Regions from separate parts of the Anas platyrhynchos genome. Here region 2 is linked to region 1. The links are chromatin contacts, called in public Hi-C maps. All regions are on one chromosome and are shown on one strand. The core of a region is the stretch at or near the end of the contact, and the rest is flanking DNA. Distances in the headings are between cores, read along the strand shown. Region 1 holds the start of TMEM132E (transmembrane protein 132E). Region 2 holds the start of LOC110354268 (a long non-coding RNA gene).

Region 1 (5,368 bases), core at 2,574-5,073:
GTGACAGCAGCACCGTGTGGGGACCCCTTCGCTCCGGTTAGTGCCCCTCCACGGCACGGCTGTGGGGTCCCCCTTTATTTTTATCCCACACTCCTCAGGAGAGCAACCAAGCGGCACTACGCCAGCTGGAAAGCCAGGCCTGCCTTGCACGGGGACACCGAATAACCCCACATCTCCATCTCCAGGAGAGGGGAAACTGAGGCAGGCAGCGGGGCCGAGCCTCAGCGAGCAGCAGGGAGAGGACGCAGGGGCTGACCCCAAACCCACCCAAACAAACCGATGGGTGAACCCCCACTGTACCACATCCCAAAAGGGCTCTTCCAGCTCTGCAGCTCCGCCGTGCCCAGCACCCGAGCTCCGTCCCTCTGGAAAACCCTCGCACAGCCCCGGGGCCACCCCAGCCCGGGGGTTTGGGGATGCCAAAATCCCCTCTCTGCCAGCAGCTGGTGCGGGGCCGCAGCCAAGTGGGGGCTCCCGGGGGGCTCCCGGAGCCGCAGAGAAGCACAAAGCGGGGTGAAGCTGCCGCCGAGGGTCGATATTAAAAAGAAATAGAAAGAAATTAAAAAGGAAACGGGAAAAAAGCATCCTCGGGTGGCAGAAAAGGGCGCCGCGTAACCAGGGGCTGAGCCCAGCAGGCAGCCGGAGCGATTCCTAAGGAAGGCCGAGGAAATTTGGAGCTTTTGGCCGCTTTTTGTGGCTCCCTCCGAGACCTTCAGCTGTCCAGAAAAGGCCAAAGGGGCTGGTGAGGACAACTCACATCCCAAAACCATCCCCAAACCCATGGCAGGCGTCTCGCAAGGGTCCCCCGGTGGCCCTTGGGGCCACCCTCACCCACCGGTGCATGGGGGGGGGGGTCTGATTTTGGGGTGCTGGGGCTGGGAAATCCGCCCCATCCCTTAACGGGCTGGGTGGGGCCGGGTGGGCAGGAGGGATGGAGAGTGGGGAGTGGGTTCTGGGGGATCCCATAGTGCCAGCAGCCCCATGCCAGCCCCAGCACTCCCAGCCACCAGCCCGGCTCCGGCCCCCCCACCACAGCACCAGGCACCCCTCCTCCTGCTGGGGACCCCCCAACCCATCGCATCCCCCAGCCCAGGGGCTCAAACCCTGCCCTGCCATAAACCCAAAGCCTGACCCACCCCGCTGCCTGCTCCTAGCTATGGGGGGGGCTCCAAATAAACCCCCCCAGGAGGGGCTGGGGAAGCAGGGGCCGCATCCAGCCCCATGCCCCAAAACCCTGGCGAAGCCGGGAGATTTCCCCCGATGTCTCCGAGCATTTATCCCCCAGTGGGGCTGGCAGACGCCTGCCGTGGTTTTTTCCCCCCCCCCACGGGGAAACGCCGAGCCAGCCCCCCGCAGATCCTAAAGGCAAAATCAAGGCAGGGAAGGAAGGAAGGAAGGAGGGAAGGAGGACGAGCACGTTTCCCCCGCTGGCTGCCAACCCTGTTACCTGTTGGTCCCAAAAAAGCCAGTGCCTGGGGAAGCACCGTGGGTCTGCACCCGCTCCTGGGGTCCCTTTGGGGGGGGGACACAGGGGGGTCCCAGCACCCCCAGCCCCTGGGTGAAGTTGCGGTGCCCAGCGAGGCAGCGCCGTGCTGCGGGTGCTGCACCGGGAGCATCCCTGCTCCTGCTGCTCTGGGGGGAGCCGGGGGGGGGTCAGGGGAAAAATAAACCCTGGCTGCCCCCTGCAGCGCTCTCAGCACCCCCCCTTTTTATATATCATGTATTTTTTTTTAATTATTATTATTTTTCTGCTGGGGGTAAACAGCTCTCCCCAAGCTCCTCCGAGAGCCTCGGGGGGCTGCAGATGCTCGGGAGCCCTGCCCAAGCCCCCCCCCAAGCTCCTCATCCATGGGGTGCTGGGATGTGGTCCTGAGACCCCCCCCTCGGCTCCAGCAGCACAGCCCCAACCCCTGGGGGCACCCCAAAACCCCCAGCTGGACGAGGGGTACACACGGCACCCCCAGACACCAGCAGCCCCCCGCTTTCTGCGCAACCACCGGGGAAAGGCGCTTCGGAAGGTGCATTGGCAGGGGTCGCTTTTACCCCAAAAAAGCCCCCCCCCTCAAAAAAAAAAGCCCCCTGCAGCAGGTGCCACCATCCCCAGGGCTGGGATGTCGCGGGCAGGGTGACAGCAGCGATTGAAATGCAACTCAGGGAAAGTGAGCGCAGGCAGCGGGGCCCCCCCTGCCCAGGCCTCAGGCTGGGAGGGGGCAGCAGCACCGGCTGGGACCCCCCCGACCCCAAATCCTTATTTTTTTTAGGGTGGGGAAAGGGGTGAGGAAGAAGCAGGGGGAGAGGCTGTGCCCCCATCGCCGCACCCCAACCCAAAGCGATGCCCACGAGGAGGAGAAAGCGTTGGGGGGGCCGGGGCAGGGGGGGCTTTGGGGAAAAAGGGGGGGGTTGGGGGATAAAAGGGGGGGGCGACCCCTTTCTCCCCACCCGAGCAGACAGCCCCGTGAAGCTGTCATTTGATTAAAGCAGCAAAAAACTCCGATCTTCACCCATTTCATCTTGGGGGGGGGGGGCGCAGAGGGAGAGGGGAGGCAGCGGCTGCGGGGGGGTTTTAAGGCAGAGAGAGGCAGGGTTTGGGGGAGCCCCCCCAGGGACACAAAGCAGGTTCCCGTCCCGTGTCCCCCCCCCCCCCCACGGCACTTACCGGGGAGCAGCAGGCAGCAGAGCAGGGCGGCCAGCCCCGGGGGCATCTTCTTTGGGGACCCCATAGCGAAATGTGGGGTTAGGGGGGGGTGGGAAGGGGGGGGCAGCGGCAGGAGCAGCCAGGCCCCGAGCCCACCCCACCCCCCCGTGGCAAAAAAAAATGTGAAATAAAATAAAAATCCAAGCCAGGCACCAAAAAAATAATAATATATAGATACCCGCAGAAATCCCCTAAATCCAACCACGTGCGAGCCGGCGGCAGCAGCCAACGGGGGAATTTGGGGGGGGGGACACCAGTTTTGGGTTAGGGGGGCTCGGTGCCCCCCCAGCTCCCAGGGCACAGCACCCCAATCCTGCCGCAACCCCCCCGGTGCCTGCAGGGCGAGCGGGGGCGCGCCGAGCCGGGTGGGTCCCCCCCCCTCCTCCTCTTCCTCCTCCTCCTCCTCTTCCTCCTCCTCGGGATCCAGGGGGGGAGAAGAGCACGTGTGCCCCCCCCCCCCTAAGGAATAAAAAAAATAAAATAATAGAATAAAAGCTGCGCCGATGAAGGATGATGCTGCAGGGCTAGCAAGTCGCCGGCCCCCCCCACCTCTCTCCCTGCACAATAATAATAATAAAAAATCTTGATATCGTCTCCAAGCGCCTTTTTCCCCCCAAAAAAAAAAATCGGAATGAAAGAGGAAAAAAAAATAAAAATAAAAAATAATAAAAAACGACGATAACAGGAAAAAAAAAAAATAAAAGCAGCAGGAGGGTGAATAATTAATCCGAGGCAGATGCAATTAATCAGGAGCAGCTCGGCGGAGTCCCCGCATCCGAAGGCAAAGTTTGGGGGGAGCGGAGCCTGGAGGGGGGGGGGGGGGCCGGGGCTCAGCCGCTGCCCCCCCGTGAGGGCTGGAAGCGGGGGGACCCGGCAACGAGGGGGGGTCCCCACCTCCTCCGCCCCCCCCCCGGTTTAAAGAGGGGGGTGCCCCGCCGCTGTCGGTAAATAAAAGCGAAAAGGGGGGGCGGGAGGAGGTGGCAATGGGGGGGGGGCTCTGCTCCTCGGCCCCCCCCACCCCCCCCGTCTCTGGACCCCCCGGTGCCGGGGGGGGGGCCCCGCTGCTGGGCGCTCCCGTGGCCGCTCGCCCGGCCGGAGCCGCATCGGGCTCCGGGGGGGGTCAGAGCGGGGAGGGCGGCAGGGGGAGGCGCCTTCCTCCTCCTCCTCCTCCTCCTCCTCCTCCTCCTCCTCTTCCTCCTCCCCCTCCTCGGGCGAGGAGCTGGGAGCAGAGCGCATCAACGCAGCCCCCTTTTTTCCCCGACCCCCCCCCCCCCCATCTTCCCCAAGCAGCCCCCCAGCCGGTCTCCATCCCACCCCCACCTCACCCAGCACCCATGGGTGCAGCCTGGGGGGGCTGTGGGGTCAGCACTGCCCTGCCCTCCCTTCCCTCCTGCTATAGGAGAAAAGAATAGGGCAAGCTGCGGGATGGGGGATGAGGGCGTGGGGAGAGGGGTGGGGGGCGCAGAGCACCGGGGGGGGACATTTGGCACCCCAGGGTGGAGAGAGGCAGCTGGGCTTGGCTGCTTCCCACCCCCCCGATGCCATTTGGGGGGGTTTTGGGGTCCTTCCCCATCAGCTGGGGTGTGGGGATGTCCAAGCCCCGGTCCCCCAGCACCACCCCGAGTTGGGCTTCCACCAAAAATGAGGGCAGGGAGGGGGTCCGGCACCCCCAGCCCCCCCAGCAGCAGAGGGGGGCGATGCTGAGGCTGCACCCAGGGGACCCCAATTCTTCCCCCCCCGTCCCATCCCGGTGGCACGGGGCTGGAGACACACAGAGCAGGCCAGATGTGCCCCCATCACCCCCCCACATGGCTTCCGTGCCCCCTCCCCACATTTCCCTTCCTCTGCCACCCCCCCTGAGCCCCCCCCCCCATGGCCCTTCCTGCTCCCCTGCCATATATTTTCCCTTCCTGCCTTCACCAGGAAATATTGGCCAGCGCGTTCATCCTGGAAGCCTCATTGATAGGGGAAGTGCATAAGACATCTCCATTAATGCCAAAATAATTCACGGCAATTAATGGGATCGACCTTGAGCGGCGACAGAAGGCGAAGAAGCCCCCGAGAAGGGCCCGCCGGGTGCGATGCCGAGCGGCAGCACCACGGGGGGGGAGGACGGACCCCAACCCACCCCCAGAGCACCCAGCACCTTTGGGTGCTGCCAGGGGGCTTTGCGAGCCATGCCGGGTGCCAGGATGATGCCACCCCTTAACTGGGACCATATGGGGGGGGCTCTGCCCCAAAAAACACCCTAGACCCCTCCGGGAGGGCAGAGCACGGTGTCCAGCGTCCCCAAAACGCCCGGTGGCTGCGGCGAGGGGTCCGGCCCTAGCAGGCAGGCGACGGCCGCTGGGTTTTCAGAAAAATCCCATGATTTATAAACCACTCTCCCGATTGCTTTGGGGAGGGGAGGGCTGACTCACGGGCTGCAGTCCCCGGGGACATGGAGAAGTGGCGGGGAGAGGCGGTGGCACGGCCGTGATTCATCCCTTCAGCCCGTCCCCAGCCTCAGTTTCCCCACTCCAAACCTGGCCCCGGGGCAGGGAATCAGGGCCGGTGTCAGCATCACGCACCCCATAACACCCACCCCATAACACCCATCATGGGAACGTTTCCCCGCTGCCAGACGAGGGCTTTGAAAGCAGGGTGCTCCCGTGCTCCCTGCCCCTGGCAGCT
Region 2 (5,299 bases), core at 272-2,771, 68 kb before region 1:
GCTTGCACAGCTTTGAAGTGAGGCGAGGCTTTTGTCAAGGGGGGTGGGCAGGAGATGCTGCCGAGGAGGATTGGGGTGGGAAGGGGTCTCGGCACCACACCTTGCCCCTGTGGAAGGCTGTCAGGGACTGGGCAGGGAGCTGGGGATTGTCCTGGGAATGGGATCGTATGGGATCATGCCTCTGCCCCGGTCCTTCATCCCCAGAACAGAGCTGTGGTCGCTTGAGCTGCTTCCCAGACCCTTATGGGGACAGTTCCTGTTTAAAGAGGAACTGATATCACCACTGATAATGGGGACATCAAACCTACAGCAGCTGTGGGCACCACGTGCAAGGAGAGCTAAAGGGATCTGCACCCAAACCATCCCTGTCCCCCAAATGCTGTGAGCCACTGCTGGGGTCAGGCTGCTCTGGTGGCTCATCCCATCACCCCTTGGAAAACCCCAACCTCAAATGATGAGGACGGGCTGCAAAAGCCATGTGCAGACAGGCAAGCAGCCGCAATGCAATGGGAGCAGAGCACAGAGGTGCACGTGGCAGCAGCTGCTGCTGGCTTGGCCTCGCACTGTGAGCATGGCAGCACTCATTATCGTGTTTTTTTTTCATCTGACACCCCGCTGTGTCACTCAGGCACGTCAGCTGCCGACAGGGAGGTGGCCCAGAACCAAGCCGTTTCCATCTGCACGTCGTTGGGGGCCCTGAATCACACCCAGCCCAGAACCCAAAAACGAGCCGGGGCTGGGGAGTTTTTCCTTTCCGTGCCTCTGCCGGATCTGTGCTGCCTCTATCCACAGCTACATCCCGCAGGAAAACCCATGCCCATTCCCTTCCCTCATCCTCACTCGTGGAACATCTCCCCAGAACCGTCCCCAGCACTCGGCGTTCCCGGGAAGGTCCTGCTCCTCCTCAAGCAGCGCAGAGCCAATTCACGTGGCGCTGTTGTTTTTAGCCCAGCGGTTTGGGATTGATCACTAAAGAGCTTTTTTTTTTTTCTTTCTTTCTTTTTCTGGTTCGGTTCCAGGTTGCTGCCTGCCATCCTCCTCCATTTTCTGTAGCTTTTGTAACCTTGACGTGTGAGGAGATAAAAAGCGCTCCCCGCTCTCGTGCTGGAGCCAGGATGCTTTCCCTGCTGTCCCAAAACGGGGCTGGGCATGAAGCATTTCCATGGATGCCACTCTGCACAACCAGGGCTGCACGGCCCTGTAAAACACTTCCCTTGGTGTGAGAGGAGTTTCATTTCCCTGCTGAGTGGGTGGACTTTTTTTTTTCTCTCTCCCAGAATAATCTGGAAGGACATCTCAAAAATTCCAGCTCGTTTCCAAGTTTTGCAATAAAACGTTTGGACTCGGTGGGATTTTTTTTTCCAATAAGGGCTTTTCGTTCAGCAAAACCTGGTGAATTTCTGAAAAATTTGAGTATGTAAAAATTTGAAATAAGCCTGCATCCAGCAATGCTCCTGATGGTGGGGAAAGGGTGCAGGGGAAAGGAGCAGTGGCCAGGCCCTGGGGTGGAGAAACTGCCCCGCTAAAGATGCTACTGGGCAAAAAATGTCAGCCCCTGTGTTCTGCTGCTAATGAAACCATCCCTCTCAAAGCAGAAAGGATTTCATTTCGTTGGCAGGTCTCCGAGCACTGTGTGTTAGCCTTCACATGAACTGTGTCAATGTTCTCAGCCCTTCGCATGGTTGTTAAGCTTTGCTTTCGGTAGCAGCACCAAAATTCCCCTCCGTTTGGCAGCAGCGTGTTTTGGAGAGGACAGGCGCCGATAACAATGTGTGCTGCTCACACGTGTGGGGTGGAGAATCCCCAGGTGAGGGAGGACAGAGACCACAGTTGAGGCATTGAGCAGAACCCTGAAAACTGAAAGCAGCGTTTTGAGGGTGTATTTGTGCCATGGGATAACCCACAGACCGCTGAGGGGCTGGGTTGGCTGCCAGCTCACCCTGCAGACTTTTCCTTCCACAGAAACCATTCCAACACTTGATTCCTTTCTCCTCTGTTTTTATTTATTGCTGTGCTGGGTTCTGTGGTGTTGTGTGTTTGTTCATTTTTTTTTGGTTTTGCAATTACTCGTTTATAACATGCATTTAATACGCTGCTTAACTAATGAAAGAAGGCCATGTGTTATGCTTTAACATAAATTAAATGGTTAAGGAAATCCTCCCTGCTTTCCTCCTGCCTAGTGGAGATTTTGAGGGGTGTTCTGTCCCCACCAGGGGCTCCCCACCCGGCCAGCCGTAGGCGATGGGACCAGCACCACTGCAGAGCCGGTGCCACCGAGCAGCTACGGGGTGACCACCATGAGGGGTGCGATGCCCTGTGCCTTGTGGTGGTCCACGGATGGTGTTTGGGGGATGTCAGAGGAGAGTGCCCCCCCAGTTGGGGTGGTTAGGGACACTTTTTATTGAGTCTGAGGTCTCCTCTTACAGAATGTGGCCAGTTTTGCTTCACAAGGCACCTTTTTCAATGTAAAAGTGCAAGTGGAAGAGCTCACGGCTTCATCCCAACCTAGCGCATCAAGGCAGCTGCAAAATCACCCATGGCTTGGGCTGAGAAATGAATGCCAAGGGGTGAGTTGGGGCAAAATCTGAGCTCACCCAAGGGCAATTGCAAAACCAGGCTCAGCCCCTGCAGGGGCCAAAAGCCGGAGGGGGGAGGGAGAAGCAGCAGCACCCCCGGCACATGCTGGAGGTGTCCAAGCCGCCAGAGGGACGGACAGCTGCTCGATGCCTTCTCCACGGGCTCGTCGCGCAATAAAACCCTGAAGTGATTGTAGATCATAGCAACATTATGCAAACTGCCATTCGCGTGATCATTATGCAAATCGAGATGGATAACCAGCTTTAACCAGACTCAAGTTGCTTTCGAGTGCCTCTTTCTCAGCTGGCTCGTTCATGCACTTCAATCACTTAAAGGAAAAAAAGTAATAATAATACCGAAACTGCTAACTTTCTCCTTCCTCTCTTGGTTAAGCGCTTCACTGGGGCAGAGAGGGAGAGGAGGCAGCCCGGGCAGGCACTGCAGTACCCAGGTGGCCTGATGGGGTCACTGGTGGCTTTCACATCCATGTGATGCCATACATACATACAGGAGCATCCCTTCCTGGCTGTGCTGGGAGGAATTTGTGGATCTCCATGGGCACAGGTGGCTGGAGTGCTCCAAAGGCACCTACCAGGGGTGGAAAAAAGCCAACGGAGAAGGGGTGCCCAGAGCTCAAAGTCCCTTGCTCAAAACTGGAGGAGCCCAACATATGCTTTGCTCCATCCTTTGTTGGAGACCTTGGAAAGCCTCTGGGCTTTCTGAAAATATGTTGTAAGGTTGTGAGGACAGCTGCATAGGAAACGATGGGATGTTCAGGTGGTAGCTAAGCTGCTCCCATTGCCTGTCAGGGGCCATGAGCCCCCCTTTCTCCTCCTGGAAAAGGTATTTCGCAAGGGCGCTCCTACGGTATGAGCCTGGATCCGCTGCCAGCACTGGCTATCTTTTTCTTGCTTGCCCATCTCATATCTACGCCAGGGATGTTGTCTGGATGTGTGGCTGCTTTCCAGCTCTCCCGGCTCTGTAACGAGAGAGGTGAGCAGCATTAGCCATCAGATGATTCTCCTTTTGCTCTCTGCAAGGAAGCCCTCCATCGTGGCCCTTGCAGACCAGGTCTCGTGTGCCCCACCAGCACCGGGGTTGTGCTGGGCTGGCCCAGGAGCGTGGGTGGCTTCCTGGGGACCCCAGATATCCGCAGCGATGTGGCCGTGCAAAACCTCTGCTCCTCGCCCTCTCCAGCCCCTGTGAGTTCCTAGCCGAGCCACATCACTCAATGTCCCCAGGCAAAATAGATTGGGAAGAGCATAGGGTGACCTAGATAAAGCCGTGGCAGTCTCCTGCTCTGGAGGACATGGAGATGCCATGCACAAACCTCGTCAGTGCCAGCAGCCTGCCTGACCCACCCCGGGGGGCTCAGCACCTCCCAGCACGGTGACGGGGCCCCCTGCACCTGCTGGCCCTGCTGCAGGGACATGGGGGGAGAAGGGGCTGTCAGGTCCCCCGAGAGCAGGGCTGGGGCTGTACACAGAGGGAATTGGGGGAATTGGCTTTAGGAGGACCGAGGCAGTGCAGGGATTGCAGTACTTAATGTCTTGCCACGAGGAGAGGTGCTGTTGGGTTACAAATGGGGGCTCAGAGCCCTCCTCGGGCAGCAGAACTGCAGGGGATGGTGGCAGGGCAAGACCTTGGTGATGCTGACCTGCAGGAGCCCAAGGATCCGGGGATTTGGGGTGTGAAAAGCTGGGGAACGGGTGAGAACCTACTTAAACGCCGTCAGGTTTTGCTGGCACACGGGGTAAATTGCTGAACCATCTGTCTGCGAGCTTGAGGGAGATGATTCAGGAGTTGGGGGTAGAAAGAGGGGCGACTTCGGGAACACTTTGTCTCGGAGAACAAATCAGCCCCCGGTGGAACTGAACTAATGGGATGATTTCACAGCACGGAGCTGTGCCCACTGAGGCTGGACCCGCTGACAAACCCCATCCCCGCAGACAGAGGCACGTTAATTGCTGGCTGGGGGAAAAAAATAATGAAAAGGAGAGGCCTGGCTGCCTGAAGTGGGAGCTGCAGTTGGCTTACAGTCTGTGAGGATGTGCCCAAGGTGACAGGATGAGGCCCTGACCGATGGGTTACGCTGCGGGTGCCGTGGGGCCGGGCTTCTCCAAATCCTCGGGAGAGCGCAGGGAGGAGCAGGGAGGAGAGAGAAAGGAAATAAATGTGTTAGCAAGTGCTAGAGAAGGGATGTGTTACCTAAAAATATAGGTAGCAGTTGGAAGAAATCAAAGAAACTAATGGACTATGAATGACCAGAAGGGTCAAAGACAATAAGAAAGCACTTAAACACACCGTGGGATTTATTCCTGTGTCAAAAAATGTCTTTGTTGTTGGAGACAGATGGTGAAATTGTAAATAGCAGAGCAGGAAAGGTAGAAAATCTCCACAGCTATTCCAAATGCAGGAGAAACGAGGCGGGAGGATGGATTTACCACAGCTGAGCTGTGGCTGGTGTATAAAGCTCGATGATTGCAAGGTGGGAGGATGGTGGCCCTGGGGAAGGCTGTGGTGTGCTGAGCCCTGTACTATTGGGATATTTTGGGAGGACATTGGGTCACCCCAGGGTGAAATCATGGGGAAATTCGTTATCGGTGCAGGAGCAGGGTGCTGGGAATCCCTTCACAAATCGGCATGGTGAAGGGAAAGGTGCAGCAGAAGTGGGGGCTTTATGGCAGGTCTTAGGCCAGCAGGCAGCTCTGTGGCCAGGATG

Evidence for each region. A called contact is a pair of places that touch in the nucleus more often than the background predicts.
Region 2: a contact with region 1 is called in a Hi-C map of liver, with 1.8 times the contacts expected there. The contact joins the enhancer-like site here to the promoter of TMEM132E in region 1. A contact is called at or near these places in 2 of 8 Hi-C or Micro-C datasets (liver and skeletal muscle).

What each region holds. Positions count from the first base shown.
Region 1 is chr20:6,212,762-6,218,129 of IASCAAS_PekinDuck_T2T, reverse strand. TMEM132E (transmembrane protein 132E) reads right to left here and starts at 3,823. Exons shown (of 9, transcript XM_038165903.2): 1 at 2,657-3,823. The coding sequence starts at 2,720.
Region 2 is chr20:6,278,188-6,283,486 of IASCAAS_PekinDuck_T2T, reverse strand. It overlaps LOC110354268 (a long non-coding RNA gene), which reads left to right and starts at 5,077. Exons shown (of 4, transcript XR_011804262.1): 1 at 5,077-5,097. Within about 2 kb of position 1,521, at least 1 of the 8 cell types and tissues checked has an H3K27ac peak or open chromatin away from gene starts, as enhancers often do.